Linked DNA regions of Mus musculus: region 1 is linked to region 2. A link is a contact called in public HiChIP or PLAC-seq data. All regions are on one chromosome and are shown on one strand. The core of a region is the stretch at or near the end of the contact, and the rest is flanking DNA. Distances in the headings are between cores, read along the strand shown.

What was found. HiChIP or PLAC-seq counts read pairs in DNA pulled down with a chosen protein or histone mark.
Region 1: a contact with region 2 is called in an H3K27ac HiChIP or PLAC-seq map of embryonic stem cells, with 2.6 times the contacts expected there. The contact joins two enhancer-like sites. A contact is called at or near these places in 1 of 115 datasets of contacts at active chromatin or transcription factors (embryonic stem cells) and 1 of 9 other capture datasets (liver).

What each region holds. Positions count from the first base shown.
Region 1 is chr15:10,684,026-10,688,191 of GRCm38.p6, reverse strand. All of the region lies in intron 2 of Rai14 (retinoic acid induced 14), which reads left to right. Among named protein-coding and RNA genes, the nearest start is that of Gm52214, 23 kb to the left of the region's middle. Within about 2 kb of position 2,386, at least 48 of the 459 cell types and tissues checked have an H3K27ac peak or open chromatin away from gene starts, as enhancers often do. A contact at or near this core is called in embryonic stem cells, where this site is marked.
Region 2 is chr15:9,163,048-9,166,836 of GRCm38.p6, reverse strand. Lmbrd2 (LMBR1 domain containing 2) reads right to left here. Exons shown (of 18, transcript NM_177178.3): 7 at 975-1,049. Among named protein-coding and RNA genes, the nearest start is that of Lmbrd2, 24 kb to the right of the region's middle. Within about 2 kb of position 2,401, at least 14 of the 459 cell types and tissues checked have an H3K27ac peak or open chromatin away from gene starts, as enhancers often do. A contact at or near this core is called in embryonic stem cells, where this site is marked.

The DNA of each region.
Region 1 (4,166 bases), core at 1,137-3,636, 1.5 Mb before region 2:
CTACGTTGTGGAACCAGTTTTTGCAGCGAGGTGTTGGAAGTCTAGGTTTCCTGAAGAAAGGGGCTTGGGATGGAGATTTTGGTTTATGAGATGGTAGTGACTCTGAACTGGGATTGAGGCTTGGTAGACATGCTGTTTATTGGAGGCCTGACACACATCTCCGGGGCCTGATGCTTAGATGCTAGTTGGTCTGTACTTCTTTATTCTGCTAAGGAACTTACAGATTATAAAGACGAAAGATGCAGGGAGCCTCTGAAGAAGGGACCTGGGAGAGGTCGCTTTTACGAGCATGCCTTTCACTTGTATTTGGTACCTGCCATATGTATCACTGGTTGCGTATTGACCAGAAAACAGGTTTACCAACGATGGTGTTCATTTAAATGAGCCCAACTGTAATCTTTACTGAAGCTTGCGTGCGTGTGGTGTCTGAGTGTCCTGCGGCCTCAGACGCCCCACGGTCCTGCTTGTCTTTGTGTGAAACAGAAAGGGAAGAAAGAGTTCATTGTGTTTCCAAGGGTAGGGAGCCCAGGATGGCAGATCAGGTTCAGGATTACATAAAGAGAAGACAGGTGACCCACTAATGTGATCGCGTTTCAGCCAGGCTGTGCTGTGCGTGGGAGGGCTGCAGCCAGGTCACCTTGTGGCTATTGAGAAGTCTCTGGAGTAAGCAAGGAGGGTGATGGTGCCCTCAAGGAGTTCTCCATGGGTGGCCTTCAGGCGGCTGTGCTACTCCAGGACCTTTGTGCAGGTGGAGGTTCAGTCAGGGTGGTGCTTTCTGGAAGCTGCTTCAGTTTGGGTCCCTGACTAGGGCAGGCTTATTTGTAAGCTCTGGGGATTCAGTATGACGCTGTAGGCTGTGGTTAGACAGACTCCTACCTATACTTGGGATGCTATACTCTATGGAGGCCAAGGCGGTGCTTTTGTAGTAGAAGCTATTTTTCAGTGTGTAGTAGTAACTTCATTTGGGACTTCCTTACACATGAGCAAGTCACTAGAGAGGCAGACACACAAGTAATGCAAACTGTAGAGGTTTTTTTTTTTTTACAGGGGGGAGGGTTGTTTGTTTTGTTTTTGTCTGAAAACAAGAGTGTGATGGTACAAACCTGGCCAACACAAGGAAAGTGGAAGCAAGAGGACTGGGAGTTGAAGGCCAGCCTTGGCTGTGATAAACCTAGGACTGGGGAGTTCAAGGCTAGCCTTGGCTATGCCGGGAATCTGTCTCCCACATCCCCAACCCCCACTCCAAGAAGCTGACGAGCCTAGGGAGGAAGAGAGTGGTCAACATGAGCCTCAAATACTCAGGACAAAGCAAACATAGAGCACGGATGCCAAATGGGCCTTCGAGGTGAGTCTAGCTGGCTCTGCCAGAAAACCAGGGCTAGCTGTGGGGACTGACTCTCAGGCTGGGAAGCCTGGTGGCAGATGCTCTGGGACACTGTGAGTCGGAGAGTTTTGGGAGCTCTGGAAAGGTGGCATTTCAACCAAGGGGATTGGCATGTGTGGAAATGATGAAGCTGGGGCTGTGGGGGAGCCGAGGCTCAGCATGTGGGATCTTAACATTTGCCCTTGACAGTAGACACAGTAAGGCTGGAGGAACCCGGACAAGCATCCCAACTTGGGGTGTGGCTATGAGGATGGGACATGGGATTGAAAGACCTTTGGAACAAGCCTTGAGAAGTGGCCGAGTGAGTTAGCCCTTACTCTGTGGGTGTGCGTTTGCTTTTGTGAAAGTTTTATTCCCAGGTATGTGTTCTGTTAGACTTAGGAACTCGCAGCGGACATAGCGTGGAGAAAAATCAGAGCAGCCAGTTTAAAGGGACTGCATTGGAAAAGACTAAGTAGATGGCATACCTTGATGTAGCAGCTCCCGGAGACTGCAGCCTTGAGCCAAGGAAATGCCCACACCCCCTGAATCTTGAGGAACCAGACATATCCTGCTCAGTCAGGATCCGAATCTGTTGCCTGTTGAGATAATGGTTCACATGAAGGTCGAAAACTGACATCGCTGCCAAGGTGTTTTTTTTTTTTTTTCCCAAGGAGTTTTTAGTCATTTATAATAAGTCCTTACAGATGCCTGAGTCATTCATTGTATGAACGTGTGCACACGCCGGGAGTATTTAAAACTGCACTCTGTAGCTATACAGGCCTTGGCCAGTCTCAAGCTAATCTCTTTGTAGACATGTAGCTTTAAAAGGTATGAGAGAAGAGACCGTTGGGTGGAGACAGGAGACCCGAGAGGACTTGGGTAGGCTCTTCTCAGGCTGCATACTTTCCAGGTCTTGTCAGCCCTTTTGAAACAGAGAATCGGCTTGCTGCCTGATCTCACCTTGTGTTAATTGGCCAGGTGCCATAACAAGGCGCTACAAGCTGGGTGGCCTAAACAACAGGAATTTATTGTCTCTTGGGTCCAGAGGCTGGAACTGTGGTAGGGCTGGTGTGCAGAGGCCTGTGTGGGAGAGCCTGTTGCATGCCTCTCCAGGATTCTAGGTGTTTACTGGGAACTTGGGCTTGTGGCCATGTTACCCCAATTCTAGACTTCGTCTTTGCTTTATTTTCTCTCTGTGTGCATGTATGTGTCCACATTCCTAGGTTTTATAAGGATACATATTAGATTAGGGCCAGTTGTATTGGATTAGGGCCAATTCCATTGACCTCATTTTAAACTACAATAACATGTAGGCTTTCTTTTCCTTCTTTTTTTCCTTAAATCTACCTCTTAATCTAAGTAAGATAACATTGTGATGTGGAGGTTTTAGCACGTCTACATAAATATTCTGGACATTACACCATTCAACCTGTAATGCATTTCTGTTCTAGAATAGGTTTTCTAAGCTCCTGCCTTTTCCCACTGAGTACATGCAGTTAAGAGGCCTCATCCCTTCATCTTGTGGATGACGCTCAGTGTCTCAGAAGGAGGGAAGGGCATGACAGTATTCCCGTGAGTGTTCCAGCCTAATGCACAGAAATGAGAGTAAATATTTCTTTTAAAATGTTATGTGTGTGTGTGTGTGTGTGTGTGTGTGTGTGTGTGTGTGTGTGTGTGTGAATAGAGAGTTGGATGCCTTAGGGCTGGAGTGTGGTTGTAAGCAACCTGATGTCTGCGCTGGGAATTGAACTTGGATCCCACAGAAAGCATTCTTTACCTTCCTTTGAGCCCTCACTGCTGCCCCCACATTTAAAAAAATTTTATCCTCCGTGTGTGTGTGTGTGTGTGTGTGTATGTGTGTGTGTGTGTGTGTGTGTGTGTGTACGTACATACATGCTCACACCCACACATGTGAAGACTAGGACATTAAGTGTCTACACCTTATTTATTCATTTTTGAGACAGGGTTTCCCACTAAACCCAGAGTGTGCCTGATTGATGAGGTTGATTGACCAGCGAGCTCCCAAACTCCTCCTGTGTTCCCCATATTCCCGTGCTGGGGTTATTCATGCATAATGCTGTGTCTGGATTTTACGTGGTGCTAGGGATGCAAACACATGTCCTCAAGGCTGTGCAGCAGGCACTTTCTCATGAGGGTATTTCCCAGACCTGGGGTGACAGCTCCTCATGACAACAAGGAGAAACATTGTTGTGCTGTTACAAGCTCACCACCTGCACAAGACACAGTGCCAAGTTTGCATACTCCTTGTCATTTATGTTCAGACCCTGTCAGGTAATGAACATCTAATGATAGCGTTTTACAGAGGAAGGAAGGACGGACGGATGGACGGACGGAAGGGAGGAAGGAAGGAAGGAAGGAAGGGAGGAAGGGAGGGAGGAAGGAAGGAAAGTAGGTATGTTGATTGAAAGTGAATTTTATGGCATGAGTCTCATATTTGATAAATGGCAGGCCTGGAACTGGGTTTTTACTTACAGGATATGTTGCACTATGTGAAGGTATAGATCTGCTTACACAGGGCATTAGCATTTGTAAATTTGGAATCTTCAAACTGTATTAAATAAAACCTTGCCTACTGTTCATTGCTAGAATAAGCCCATTCAGAGCACTTGTCTAACATATGGAAGTCCTGGGTTTAATTCCCAGCAATACCCCTCCCGAAAAGAAAAAAAAAAAAAAACTGTATAACGATTTTATACAATCCTTTCATATTATCTAAGCTTGTGTAGAGCAGTGAGGCTCACTATTGCCAGTGTGCTTCCTTCCCCTGTGGTGGGGGAAT
Region 2 (3,789 bases), core at 1,152-3,651:
CAAAAGTTAATGCCTAATGGTAGGGACATGGAACCTGAACAGCCCACCTCCTATTGCCAGGCAGGACCATCAGTGGAAGGAAAGGGACACCAACCCACTCAAAAACTTTTGACCCAAAATCTGTCCTATCTAAAAGAAAAGCAGGGATGGAGCAGAAACCTAAGGAGAGGCCAATGAATAACTAGCTCAACTTGAAACCATGGGCAAGCACCAATCCCTAACATTACTAATGATACTTAGTAATGCTTATAAACAGGAGCCTACCAAAACTGTCCTCTGAGAGGCTCTACCCAGCAGGTGACTGAACAAACATAGACGGAGGTTAGGGACACTTATGGAAGAGTTGGAGGAAAGGACTGAAGCCTAGAAGTAGATGGGAATCTCACAGAAGACCAACAGAGTCAGCCAACCTGGACCCCTGGGAGCTCTCAGAGTCTGAGCCAACAACCAACCAAAGAACATACAGAGGCTGGAACGAGGCCCTCCTGCACTAAGGGGGCCCCCTTTCAGAGGAGAGGGAGAGGGAGTTGGTGGGGAGGAACTCTGAGGGAGGGACCAGAAAGAGGAACAGCATTTGAGATGTAAACAAATTAGTTAATTAAAAACAATTACTCAGACCCTAGCTTATTTTCCTACAGGAGATATGCTTGATATTAATGATAAGACACGATGGTTCTGTGAATATGTACCTACATCACTATGCCATGGCAATAATTGTAGGGCATTCTAATTATATTCAAATGTTTCACATTTCAAAGTAAAATGCTGCCAATAATTACTACTAAACTTAGAACAGAAAAAAAAATCTATATATAAACTACTCTTTTGTTTATGGTAAAGTTTACATGAAAATCCATCTGGAAAACCTTAACCATATATTCTTTAATCACACTTTCCTATGTGAAAAATTAATTTACAATAGTATATAAAAATGTACTTCACGAGAAAAAGCGGAAACAATATAACATGATTACCTTTTTAAGTATTGTGTCTACACACTTCCTCAGTGGGTGGTTGTACTTGATGCTCTCATTTACTTTACGAACCTCCTATAAAAACAGTAAAATAAAAATATTTAGATTTCTATAAATCATACATTTTAAATGAGAGTTCACACAAGTTCCAGATTTTAATTTCAGCTCAAATTATTTAGCATTATAAGTTTTTTTCATGGAATAAAATTTATTAAGAGCACTTATAAAATAAAGTATTCAAATAGCTGTATTTACATCCTTCACTGTTCTATGGATTTCTAAATGTCTCCCTCCATTGTTTGCTTATTTCATATATCACAATGGCTAGCATTATTTAACAGTTCAAAAGTTTATAATACATGTGTGTATGTAAAGCCCAGCCAATTCCATTTTTGAAGAAACTCCATTTAGTGCAAGACCAGGGGCTAAACTTCAATTCCAGGAAGAAAACCAGAGTCCTCCTGAGTAAGCCTCCTATGGCAACCCCCCATAGCAATAGCCAGTCAGGCTACAACAGCAGGGTCAAGGTTCATATAGATAACTTAAGACATCCAGAGAGAACAGATAACTTAGCCATTCTGCTTTTCAGGTGGTTTTGTCCACCTGTTCAGTTTCTGCAGATTATGCCAGAAATGTAGTTTTTAAAATATTAATTTGCTGACCCATATGGAAATTCCCCAAGCTTGCTGTAACTACAATAAATACTCTGCACCCCCAGACTCAAGGCTCTCACTCTGACCTACTGCAACAGGGATGATGAGAGAACTTGCTCTAGAGCTTGTAATAAAGACCCTTATGTGTTTACATTGAAGTCAGTCTCTCAGTGGTCTTTGAGGTTCCTGCAACTTGGACACAGCATGTATAAATAAACATATATAGTTTAAATTAAGTGCTCCCATCGGGGCTGACAAGTTTATTTCAAGAGCTAGCTAAATAACATCTAACAAAAACCTCAACACGGGTATGAGAAGTCCTTTTATTGAGTTGTTGGTCAGCGCTAGCCTACTGTTATTACTTTAAAATCTCTATTTCTGAAAACACTGTACATTTAAGGCATAGGGCCCAGAAACCCGTGAGCTAGAACTGATTTGAAAGCCTTATCCTTGAGGACTAGCTTTCATAGTACCAGAAGATGCCATGATATCTCCCAAAGGAGGGAAGTGATCAACTGTCCAACCCAGCTATGATGCTTATGAACATGACAATAACCATTTGCCTTTTACCCACAGACCAGTGTAGTTCCCACCCTCCTCAAAGAACCTTCTCTTCCCAATAGAAACCACAATGAATCAAATGCACAGTTTTAGAGCCCAGTCTGAAGTGATGCGTTTACAACACTATTCTCTCGGCTGAGGCTTAGGGATCACTGTGGGGATCACTGTGGGGATCACTGTGGGGTTAGGCGTCAGGGGCAAAGGACTGTAAGAGCCGGAGCCTCCCTGCCAGAGGATCAGTGAGTCGCTGTGAGACTGAGTCTCCTAGGCTTGTCACAAGCTACACCCACAAAGTCTCACTAAGGCTTCTGCATAAACATGAGCTGAACAAGGACAGCAGTAACAGGCATGCTGATATGGACGGGGAACACCCAAGAGGTCTTGACAAAGAACTGCAAGCAACTGAGGAATGCTGAGAGCGGGCCTTCCCAGGGAAGAAAGACTATACCAATGGGTTATCCAACACCTAAACACAAATAACATTATACAGACTGAGTGGCCTGTATTTAGAACATATATGTTTACACGCATACATACAGCAGATGTTCATAACAACAATTAACTAAAAAAAAAAAAAGAAGTCATGATTTGAAAGAGAGAAAGGGGAGTGGGAGTGACTGGAAATAAGAGAGAGATTAAATCTCAAAAAATAAAATAAAAAGAGTTCACAAAGGATCTGTCAAGGTTTATATTTCTTCTTTTCATATTACTTCCATTTTTATTTTGTTAGTAAATATTGTTGGGTTTTTTTAAATTTATTTTTTACACTCCATATTCTATTCCCCCAGCCCCCATCCACCCTCTGTCTGCTCCACATCCCACACCACCCCCAACCCCACCTGACCTCTAAACTCCCTGGGGCCTCCAGTCTCCTGAGGGTTAAGTACATCATCTCTGAATGAACACAGACCAGGAAGTCCTCTGCTGTACGTTTGTTGGGGGCCTCATATCAGCTGGTATATACTGCCTGTTTGGTAGTCCAGTGTTTGTAAGATCTCTGGGGGTCCCAATTAATTGAGAGCGCTGGTCCTCCTACAGGATCGCCCTCCTCCTCAGCTTCTTTCAGCCTTCCCTAATTCAACAACGGGGGTCAGCTGCTTCTGTCCATTGGTTGGGTGCAAATATCTGCATCTGACTCTTTCAGCTGCTTGTTGGGTCTTCTGGAGTGCTGTCATGCTAGATTCCTTTTTGTGAGCACCATAGCCTCAGTAATAGTGTCAGGCCACAGAACTCAAAAAGGTCAATAAACTGAAGTGCCCAAGTGAAACAAAGGTGTGGAGGGTCAACTCATGCAGTTTTGGAGGTGATCAAGGGTACGACCAGGATCTGGGACAGAAGCCATGCTTGCTTCATTCTGGCATTCTGCTCATGTCCTGAGAAGCTAGACAAGACTGAATTAAAAAGTAATGGACTACTCTAATTAATTAATTTATTTATTTACTGTAAACACAATATATGTGAACTTAGGCAAGACTGTGGTTTCATAAATAACTTCCTTTCACATGTGCATATAATGTGTTTGATCAAACCCATCCCTCTTTCACACTAATTCCTCCCTTATGCTTTCCACTTTTCCACCCAACTTCATCCGTTTTGGTTTT